2 separate regions of the Mus musculus genome follow, and region 2 is linked to region 1. A link is a contact called in public Hi-C data. All regions are on one chromosome and are shown on one strand. The core of a region is the stretch at or near the end of the contact, and the rest is flanking DNA. Distances in the headings are between cores, read along the strand shown.

What was found. Hi-C and Micro-C count contacts between places; a contact is called where the count stands out from the background.
Region 2: a contact with region 1 is called in a Hi-C map of cerebellum, with 1.7 times the contacts expected there. The contact joins two enhancer-like sites. A contact is called at or near these places in 2 of 15 datasets of contacts at CTCF or cohesin (CD8 T cells and embryonic stem cells), 6 of 484 Hi-C or Micro-C datasets (cerebellar granule neurons, cerebellum, embryonic stem cells and 2 more), 6 of 115 datasets of contacts at active chromatin or transcription factors (embryonic stem cells and stem cell-derived neural progenitor cells) and 4 of 9 other capture datasets (adipose tissue, embryonic stem cells, liver and 1 more).

Annotation. Positions count from the first base shown.
Region 1 is chr15:25,587,951-25,593,501 of GRCm38.p6, forward strand. No RefSeq gene overlaps it. Among named protein-coding and RNA genes, the nearest start is that of Myo10, 32 kb to the right of the region's middle. Within about 2 kb of position 2,256, at least 46 of the 459 cell types and tissues checked have an H3K27ac peak or open chromatin away from gene starts, as enhancers often do. A contact at or near this core is called in cerebellar granule neurons, cerebellum and liver, where this site is marked.
Region 2 is chr15:25,712,735-25,717,752 of GRCm38.p6, forward strand. Myo10 (myosin X) reads left to right here. Exons shown (of 41, transcript NM_019472.2): 4 at 1,295-1,482. Among named protein-coding and RNA genes, the nearest start is that of Myo10, 93 kb to the left of the region's middle. Within about 2 kb of position 1,522, at least 58 of the 459 cell types and tissues checked have an H3K27ac peak or open chromatin away from gene starts, as enhancers often do. A contact at or near this core is called in cerebellar granule neurons, cerebellum and liver, where this site is marked.

The DNA of each region.
Region 1 (5,551 bases), core at 1,006-3,505:
CTTCCCATCTTACTGTAATTCAGTTGTTCCTCTTCAGTTCAAGTACCAAGTACTACTTTTCTATGCCCAAAATAGCACAAGTACTCTGTTTCCATCCCCAAAACCCGTTGGACAATTGTCTTGCGACTGAGCCATTGAGAATTCTTTCCAAGCTGCTTATGCAAATCTTCAGCCGGGTCCAGTTTTGTTCACCAGCAACTGTGTCATAAGCCATTCCCTGTGGCCAGGCTGTGTTCCGGGAGTGAAGGAAAGGCCTTGAGGAGGCAGCCTGGCCAGGGAACGCAGGGAAATCAGACAAGCAAGCCATCTATCTCCATTTCCAGATCATCGGCGTGGTGGGAAGAGTTCCAGGTACTGTCAACACACCAAGAGCGCTGCCACATCCAGGTTCCTATGCCTTCTTTAGACACCAATTTAAACATAAAGACAGGCTGCTGCTTAGTGTCATCCTCCTGGAAGATGCTCAGAAATGGAGTCGTGGATCCCCACCCCAACCTACCAAGTCACAATCTGCATTAAACAGAGAGCGTTTAATCAACATAAATCCCACCGGTTACAAACTGATAAACTCCTGTCCCACAGGTTTCCAAAACGGCCTCAGGGTCATAATTCCCCAAGGTGCTTAAGTGCAGGTAGCTTGTCCCCTGCACTGCTCATGCAAAACACCTCATACAGCCCATCCGGGATGCAGCTGGGGAATTTGCTGCTCCAGAAAGTGCTACAGGGTGGCTGGCTCTAAGGATGCTTTAGAAAATACACACACACACACACACACACACACACACACACACACACACACACTTTTTACATGCCCATAGCCCATTGTCCTCCCGGGGCTATAGAATTAATGTGTATTCTAAGACTCTTTTTGTCTACTTAACACTCTTGTTTGGGTCTGTGTGGTGAGAAGGACATGTGCCACAGCACGCGTGGGAAAGAGCAACTTTGATTCTTCCACATGGGATCTGGTAGAAATGAGGGTCCAATTGCACAGCAGATGTAGTTTGGTTTCTGTGGCTGGGGTAGAACCATGATCAAAAGCAGCTTGGTTTATGTTACCTAGCAGGCTGTCATCCATCATGGAGGGTAACAGGGCAGGAACTCACGGCAGGAGACTGGAGGCAGGAACTAGAGACAAAGCGAGAAAGCAGTGGTTTTCAACCTTCCTAACGCTCGGACTCTTTAACACATACAGTTCCTTGGGTTGTGCTGACCTCCCGAACCATAAAATTATTTTTATTGCTACTTCATAACTGTAATTTTGCTACTCTTATGAATTAAAAGGTAAATAGATAACAAGCAAGAGATCTGATATGCTACCTCCAAAGTGGTCATAACCTATAAGTTAAGAACCCCTGACATAGAAGAAAGTTTTTTGTTTGTTTGTTTGTTTGTTTGTTTGTTTTGGTTTTTAGAGACTGGGATTAAAGGCGTGCGCCACCACTGCCCAGCTCAGCTTGCTTTCTTAATACACACCCCAGGACCACTTGCCCGGGGTGGAACCATGCACGGTGGACTGGGCTTTCTCCTATCAATCATTAACCAGGAAGAGGCCTCACAGGCTGGCCAACAGGACGGCCTGACAGAAGCAATTGCTCAGTTGAGCTTCTGCCTTCCCAATTGCCTCTAGTTTGTGTCACATTGACAAAAACTAACCAATGCACGCAACAAGTCCTTTGACCCGCTGAGCCATCTTGTTGGAAAAGATTATTATTGATTTTTGAGCATGATCTCACTATATAGTCTAGACAGACTTCAAACCCATGATCCTTCTGTCTCAGCTCCTCTCATGCTGGTACTAGAAGTGTACACCAGCATAGCAGGTGGCACATTTATTTATTTTCCTCACATTGGCTTTCTTTAGAAGCCTGGGAGCGCTTTCCTTTTGCTTTGCATGGGGTGCGAAGATCTCACAGCGGCTTCAGGAAACGTCCAAGAACATACCTGACAAACAGTGACCACCACATGGCCAGAGAGAATCAGCCCACAGAGCAGACCAAAGGCCAAGTCCGGCCTTGAAACAAAAGCAGCTTCTCTGTTTTAATGAGCAGCTCCTCAGTATGATTCTTGCTGTGAACATACAAATCCCTGCTGCTAGTGTGAGCTGAAATGTAGCTCCATCCTCCAGCTGGACATCTTCTTCCTTCCCGCAGGCTGTCATCAGAGACACTGCCAGCTACCCAGGGTCACTCACTGCCTCCCTTCCCCCCAGTTAGGATGGCCTTCATCTCCATGGCCCCGATCGCCATCCAAGGAAGGCGTGTCTCAATTTGACCTTCTGTAACAGCAAATTCCTCTAGCTGACCACAAGCTGCATAGAGAAATTATTTCCTTTTATTTATTTATTTTTTCTAAATCCTTTTAACTAGTTACTCTCCTCTAGAGGACGGTCTATTTTACTGCTATTTTACCGTTTGAGTGCCGACCAAAAGACAAAAACAGTTTAAAACACTTCCAGTGTCTCTGATTCAATTTTAAATTTTCTTTTCTCCCCCCAAACGTACAAATATGTGTCCATTTTACAAATTTTCTAAAACGAAGAAAACAGAGGCTGTAAGCAAAATGCCTCTGGTCACAGAGAGCGTTATGGTCATGTACCTTGATGGGGATTCCGTGCCGGTAGGCAAAAAGTCACATCCATTGACCATTTTGGCATTAGTAAATGGCTTTTGACATCTAAGCCATCTAGTAGCCAAAATCAAATTTGGGTCCCTCCACTGTGTCGGTGCCTAAATCATTTCTGCCTCCCAAACAGAAAAGGCAAGTGGTCACGAAGGCGCCATGACAGCTGAAGCTCCACCGGCGAGAGAGAAAGCCAAGGAAATTAGAAAAGGAACCTTTCGCCTGCCGGGAAGATTTCTCCTTCTAGTTTCTCTGGGATTGAGGAGGAAACTGAAAAGACAAAACACAAAACCTTTTAGCAGTGCGAGCAACCTAGTTCCCTTTCACCGCACCCACACTGTCGCATTTTCAAAACTCAGTGAGCATACTTCCCACCCTCCAAACCCGCTGCCCACAGCCTGCCTCTCACCTCTGGAGGAGACATTGAGCTCATCTGAGGAGTAGCAGGAAAGAGCACTCATGGTGATGGGCACTTTAATATGATGTATTTGATTTTGATTGACACAGAATTGTTGTGCGGATGTACAGAGTCCAGGGCGGCATCTAGACACCTGCTTGTGCTGCCGCTGTGATCAAAGGCGGAATTTAGCATTTGCACCTGCAAGCTAGGACTCCTTCCCCAAGGCTCTCTCAGGAAATGCCAAAGAGGACTTCAAAATTAGTGTGTGTGTGTGTGTGTGTGTGTGTGTATGTGTGTGTGTGTGTGTGTGTGTGTGTGTGTGTGTGTGTGTGAGAGAGAGAGAGAGAGAGACAGAGACAGAGACAGAGACAGAGACAGAGACAGACAGAGACAGAGACAGACAGAGACAGAGACAGACAGAGACAGAGGGAGACTTTACTGCTTTATTCTGTAAAGGCATTCATTTCATTCAGAAACATTTACATGATACAGAAAAATACACTCACTAAAACCTCAAATCATCTAACACCCCTATGCCATCCAATAAATGTTGTTAGCAATTATAGACACCCCTAGGCTCATTTACTCATTGGAATAGCAAATAAGATCATATAAACTAAAATGACTCTTCAAACTCGAGGATACTTAGCATGATTCCTTCTTTTATTTTAAGAGCAGGGGAAAATCTTATGGAACAAAAGGAATGTCAGGACCAGCCCCAGGGTCTTTCTACAGTTACGTACTTTGCTTGGTCCAAGCTGAAATTAATGTTTTGCCTTTGCAAGCATAATTTCAACAATGCTTTACCATCAGTCCCATATTTATATGAATTCAATGTTGTTGATATATATGACCGAGTCTAGGGCATTGTGTGCATGCATGGTGTGTGTGTGTGTGTGTGTGTGTGTGTGTGTGTGTGTGTGCGCACGTGTGCGCGCGCGCGCCCGCGCCCCTGTAGAGACTAGAGGTAAATGGTAAATGTCAGGTGTCTTCCTGTGTGTCACTCCCCCTTATGTTTTTGTGCCAAGGTCTCTCACAGAACCTGGAGCTCTCTGCATGTGCTACCCAGCCGGGCAGCAAGCCCTCAGTATCAGTCTGTCTCTGGCTTCCCAACATGAGGGGTACTAGGCACGAGCACCATACCTGGCTTCTATATAGGTACTGGGGACCTGAACTTACATCCTCCTGACTGGGTAGCAGTCACATGCTTGATATTTAAGAAATTGCTGCCTTAGATCTGCATACAACTTGGCCTCAAACATGTCTCATATCCTGTTCCTCAGGGCATTTCCTCTGTGTTTTGGCATTGCATTTCCTGTCAAACTATGTGGTCCCATTTCCTCTGCCAAAGGGAGCTAATCTCCAGCCCCACCCCCACCCCCGCCCCTCGATACCTGCTAGATTCTCAAAATATTTTTTCTTTCCTTCTTCCTTCCTTTCCAACTTTTTTCAGAGCCGAGGATCAATCCCTGGGCTCTGAATGCACATCGGCATTCAGAAGAATTTTATTAGCCTTTAAAGGGATTGATTCAATCTGCTTGTGGCTTAGAGTTTAATTTCTATATAATTCCTGAGACGACACAACTGATTTTTTTTTTCTTGCTATAGATTCAGTTTTTCATTTAATTCTGGGATATTTTCTTCTGTAGCATCTCGAATGCTTTTTTTTTTTTTTTTTTTTTTTGATTGATGTTCAGTCCTCTGTTATTGGACATTTTATTTGAACTATATGCCCTGTTTGCCCTCCTTAATTAGCAGTTCCTACCAAATCAGTTTTAGAGACATGCCTGCTACCTCTTCCTTCAAGGTGATCATCACAGCCTTTTGCCTATTTTACTTTTTTTTTTTTTTTTTTTGGTTGATGCCGCACACGGACCACATGCTTGCTAGGCAAACCCTACCTCCGCATTGAAGCCTAACCATCCTGTTCCGGTTTAGCCTGATCTCTTCCATTCACTTGCTATTCCCATTGTTCATTTATCCACATTGAAAATGTTCTTACCTGTTCCCCCATTGCTCTAGGTGAGCTGCATCTCCTCTCTGTTTCAGGCAGTTGTTTCTTACTACACTTTGACCAACTGGTTTGGCTGCCTCTCAAAGCAGCCTAGCGAAGATGTGCAAGATCAGGCCTCTGAAGTTCAACTGTGTAGGTCCCTCAGCCACCTGCTGCCTCTGAGAGACCTGATCACAGTTGATCTAAAAAACTAAGACTATCCATGCACTTCATGCCATGTGCATGGATAGAACGTGTAAAGAACTTGAAACAGTGCCTAGAACACATTAGACACTTGGTATGCTGTAATTACAACTCAACACGCCAGGACATTTTCTTGTTTCTTAGGTTGTCACACATACCCAAGTGGCTCTCACCTGTCTCCTTCATGGTGTGTGTGTGTGTGTGTGTGTGTGTGTGTGTGTGTGTGTGTGTGTGTGTGTGTGGTCCCTTTACTTGCTTGCTTTCCCATGCCTTCTGATTTTGCTAATAACTAATGTAGACAGCTCAGGTCTGTCATTTTTTGATAAGATCAA
Region 2 (5,018 bases), core at 272-2,771, 120 kb after region 1:
CCAGGTATGGCCTGCCTAGACTTCAGGGACAACACCCCACAATGCCATGGTTCCAGGGGCCAGGGGGTCTAGGAACAGAGTCGTCATCAGGTTTCTGCATTCTTCTACTGGCCAGCTTCCGAGTGTGCGTCCATGGGGTCTCTGTGTGTCCAGCTGTCCCTTCCCTACAAAGACACTGGGCGGAATCGGATTCAGATACCCCTAAGAGCCCAAGTTTAAATTAATCACTCTTGAAAGGCCCTGTCTTCAAGTATAGTGCTATTCTTAGGCATTGTGGTCAGGGTTTTAACACATGGGGAAAGAAAGACATGCTGGTCCTTGTAAAGGCACAGCAGGTGTGCCCCTGGGGTGGGGTGGAGGGTCCTGCAGGGATGCTGATTCCCTGTGTTGACTTACTGGATGTGTGTGACCCTGGAAAACTGGGGGGCCTCGATGCAGAAGTGCCAGTCTCTGTGGAGGGAACCGGTGGCTTTAAGCAGTGGGAACTAGCTTGTGCTGTACTGCTCTGGAAGGTCTGAGGAAGGATGCTTCAAAAACCTGTGGCTGTATACCCGAGAGTGGTGGTACACACCTTTAGTCCTAGCACTTGGGAGCCAGAGACAGGTGGATCTGAGTTTGAGACCAGCCTTACACAGGGAGTTTCAGGATAGCCAGGACTACAAAGAAAGACCTGTTTTGAAGAACAACAAAACAAAATAAAAACCAAAACAAAAAACCTGTGGCTGATAGACCCTGGCATAGGATTTGTCATTGAGATGATCTTTAACCATTTCCAAGACATGCCCAGTGCTGTGTGCCATGCATTAATAGCAGTTGACCTCCACAAGTTTCTCCACACAGAAACTGCTCATTCAATAGCTCCCGTACCCTCTCCCCACCCCACCTCTGCCCTTTTTTCTATTTTTTGCCTTTGCCACCTGCTGTTTCATAACAGCTACAGAGTGGAGGAAGGGAACGGGAACTATTGGGCTTTGTGCCAGGAAAGGATTGGGATTAGGGAGGTCACCTGGGAACAGGGATTTGGTCTGGGCTCATTGCCATCCTAGTTCACCGTTGACCTCTTTCCGAAAGCCCACTCTGAACCGGCTCCGTGCATCTGCGCAGTGCCGAGGTTATATACCTCAGGGTGTACGGACAGCGTGGGCAGTGCAGTGCGTGCCGAGGCCTCGTGAAACGATCATTTCGCTGGATCGCTCCCGCCCCCCTGTGCAGAATGCAGAGCAGGCGATGTGCAGGTCCAAGCCAGGTCTAACTGCCCTAGTAACGCTGCCCGATCTTTCCCCTCTGCTTGCAGACCTACATCGGCTCCATCATCGCGTCAGTGAACCCCTACCAGCCCATCGCTGGCCTGTACGAGCGCGCCACCATGGAGGAGTACAGCAGGTGCCACCTGGGCGAGCTTCCACCGCACATCTTCGCCATTGCCAACGAATGCTATCGCTGCTTGTGGAAGCGCCATGACAACCAATGTGTCCTCATCAGGTGAGCCAGAGCAGAGAGCAGGGGTGGGCCGACTGTCTGCCCCGCCCAACAGAAACCATTCACTGGAGAGCGCTCCAGCCAACCTGGCTCCTGCTGAGGGCGCTCAGTTGCAGACAGATTGTGTGGGTTGGCGGTTTGCCCTACATAGGCCCTCCGTTCATTCATTTGTTCGATCATTTATTCCCATTTTTCCCTCTTTACTCCCAATTATCTTGCATTATTCTTCTGGCCATTTCACAGATGAAGCACTGTCAATCTGTCTATTCAGTGGCTCTTTGATATTTGAAATATTTTACGTATTTTAGGATGTTAGTCACAATGCTTGAATGTTTTGAGCAAGACTTCTTTTTTCTGTGCTGTAGAAGAAATCTACTATATACATAGAAATCACTTTAGTTAACAATATCCTGATTTTAAGAAATATTTTTAAGAGTCTTTTTTTTTTTTAATAATGGGAATGCCCGTTAAGCAAGTAGTTTTTAACGCATAGGTCAGGACCTCTTTTGGAGTGGGAGTGGGGTCACAGGACCCTTTCACAGAGGTTGCCTAAGACCATCAGAAAACATGGGTATTTACATTATAGTTCATAACAGTAGCAAAATTACAGTTACAAAGTAGCAATGAAAATAATTGTATGGTGGGGGGAGGGGGTCACCACACTATGAGGAATTGTTTTAGAGGGTTGTAGCATTGGGAAGGTTGAGAACCGCTATCCTAAAGTTTACCTATGAGTTAGGTGGAGAGAGAAAGCTTGCTGTGCATGCCTTAAGAGAATGGTACAAGGGCATGTTTATTTAAATTAACTGTGTTAGATATCACATGCCTGTTGGAGCCAAGTCTAACTTGTCTGTATACTTTTCTGTCTTGAGTTAATTTTGAGGCAGGATTTTACTGTGTAGCTCACATTTCTCTCAAACAGCATTTCTTCTTCCTGAGCCTCCAGGATCACCCAGTTCTTACTTACTCGGAAAATAAAGTAACCGGAGCCCCCACCGTGACAACCCTTCCCACCTAGAATGGCATTTTAAAAAGACCTGGAGTACATTTTTATATGCTTCTTACATGTTAATTATTAATGAATGCAAATTGGCCCACTGCATATATCCTATTGGAGCCTGTTGTTTGCTCTGAGAGGCTGTGGCAGGAGTGGCGAGTCCGGTCTGGATGATGTCCAACACAGATGTGATGAAGTGTTGAGGTTTCCATGGAATATCCAAGCTCTTCATTCACGTGTCCCTCCAGGCACCCACTCATGGGACATGACAGTGACTGAGGAGTGACAGGCCACAGAACTGCCACTGTGAATGATCTTGACAGCTGTTTTACAAGGCTTTCTAGCCCCAACTTGTGACAAAATAATTCTATTATTTGAAGAGGGAAGGAAATGGGAAGAACAGTTTGGTTGGGGGGGAGGGCAGTATATGAATACCCACAGGACTTCAAGTTCTGTGACAGTACGACACAGGGACAGATGGAGAGTGCCGTCTGTCATTTTTGGACCCCAAGCCAATCAAGCTTGCCAACACTGTAGCCCCGAGTCACACAGACAGACCTGGTCAGACACCCAACCAGGTAATCGGAGGACAGTTCCCAGGTGGTGGAGACTGACTGGATCTGAGGCGAGCAGGCTGTACCCGCCCCCCATCCTCTCCCCAGATTGGAGAGACTCTTCCTGTGGGGGAGGGGTACCAGTGGAGGTCCTACCGCAGACCCCAGGCTAGGGAGAGCATGCCCAAAGATGGCTGAGATGAGTTCTTACTGCCCAATATATCAGTGAACAATACACTGCCAGGCATGAAGGCATGGGACCCTTTTGCAGCCTGTGATGTGAGCATGCTCTAATGACCGACCATCGCAGGAACCATACCGTTTTCATACAGCAGGATCCGGCCGTTGTACTTGTGGGAGGTTCCCCTGCTTTTTCTCTTTTGAACAAATAGACATGACATGTACATGGATGGATGAACTGATTTCCCCTCCCCCAAAGCCCGGGGAGAGATGGACTTTGTTCTCTTCTCGGTCACTGTAGCAACGCTAAAGCTAACGTGAGGCTGCAGAAGTAGCTTGTCAGTGTGTTAAGTGGATCAAACAGGGATCATGATAATTGAGAGTCCGTCCAAGTGAGGATACCCACTGTGGATAAGCAATAGCGTGCCTAATAAGGGAACTTGACTTGTGACTCAAACATCATGTAAGATTGCTGGTTTGTTTTGCTTTTGTAAGTCAGGCTCTACGCATGTAGCTCAGGCTGGCCTGGAACTCAGGATACATATATCTATCTCAGTCTACTGAATGCTGGGATAAAAACGTGCTACCAGCTGAGTGATGGTTGTGCATACCTTTAATCCTAGCACTTGGGAGGCAAAGGCAGGTGAGTCTCTTGAGTTGATGAGGCCAGCCTGGTCTACAGAGCAAGTACCAGGACAGCCAGGGCTACACAGAGAAACCCTGTGTTGAACAACTAAAAAAGGGAAAGTAACTTTACGTAGCTAAATGAATCCACAAGAGTCTTTGTGAATGGATTTGTGGCCCAGGCACGGTGACTTTTAATCCTAGTATTCTTGGAGACAGGGTCAAGTATCTCAGAGTTAGAGTTTGAGGGTAGTCTGTTTTACCAGGGCCATCCAGTGCTATGTAGTGAGACCCCATTCAAAAGCAAAAGAATTGACTCGTCACTAGAATGTGGGGTGGGGTGGTTTTGTATTTGAAACCCAGTCTCACTCTGTAGCCTTGGCCTGCCTCTGCTTCTCCAGTGTTGGGCAGTGACACCACGCAGGCCGTTTGGTTCAATAGAACTTACCAGCAGATTTGTTTTTCTTTGTTTTGTTTTTTACTTTTTCTTTACTCCTCCCCTTCTGTTCCCTCTCCTCCCCTTCCCTGCCCTGCTATCTCCCTGTCCCGTCTCTCCCATTTCTTTAAAGAAAGTATTGGAATTAAGAAAACAAGAGCTAGGTTGCTAGATACAAGGATCTGTTTGGTTTCCTTGGGCCTAATCTGCCCCCTGGTGGATGCTGTGTGTCTTGCTAGTCTCACAATGGTCTCTCGCCTTCTTGGCATTAAAATCACAGAATATTCTCTTTCTAGCCCTCCACATTATCAAGTAAATTTTAAAACAAGTAGTTTAGCCTTGGCTGAGATCCCCAGCTGGGCATGGCAATGCCGGGCCTTTAGGGTTCCATTGTGTACTGTTTCAAGGTTGTTCTGCTCTGAAACTCTGTTTTTAAAAAAAAATTAAAATTTTTAAAATGTATGTGTATGAGTCTGTATGTTTGAGATCTACCACTGTGTGTGTGTGTGTGTGTGTGTGTGTGTGTGTGTGTGTGTGGAGAGATTAGCTTGTTGTGGTCTTTTTGAATGTGAGTGAACTCTCGAGATGCAGTGTAGTGTCAGGTGACAGAAGTCACAGCAAATGTACCTGTAGGAGCTGCTGACTCCTGGTCATGGTTTAGGTGTTGAGGGAACCTTCAAGCCGTTAAGTAGAGTGAGATTCTCCCTGGGAGTTAGCAGAACAGGGCAAGTCATGAGAGCAGGGGATG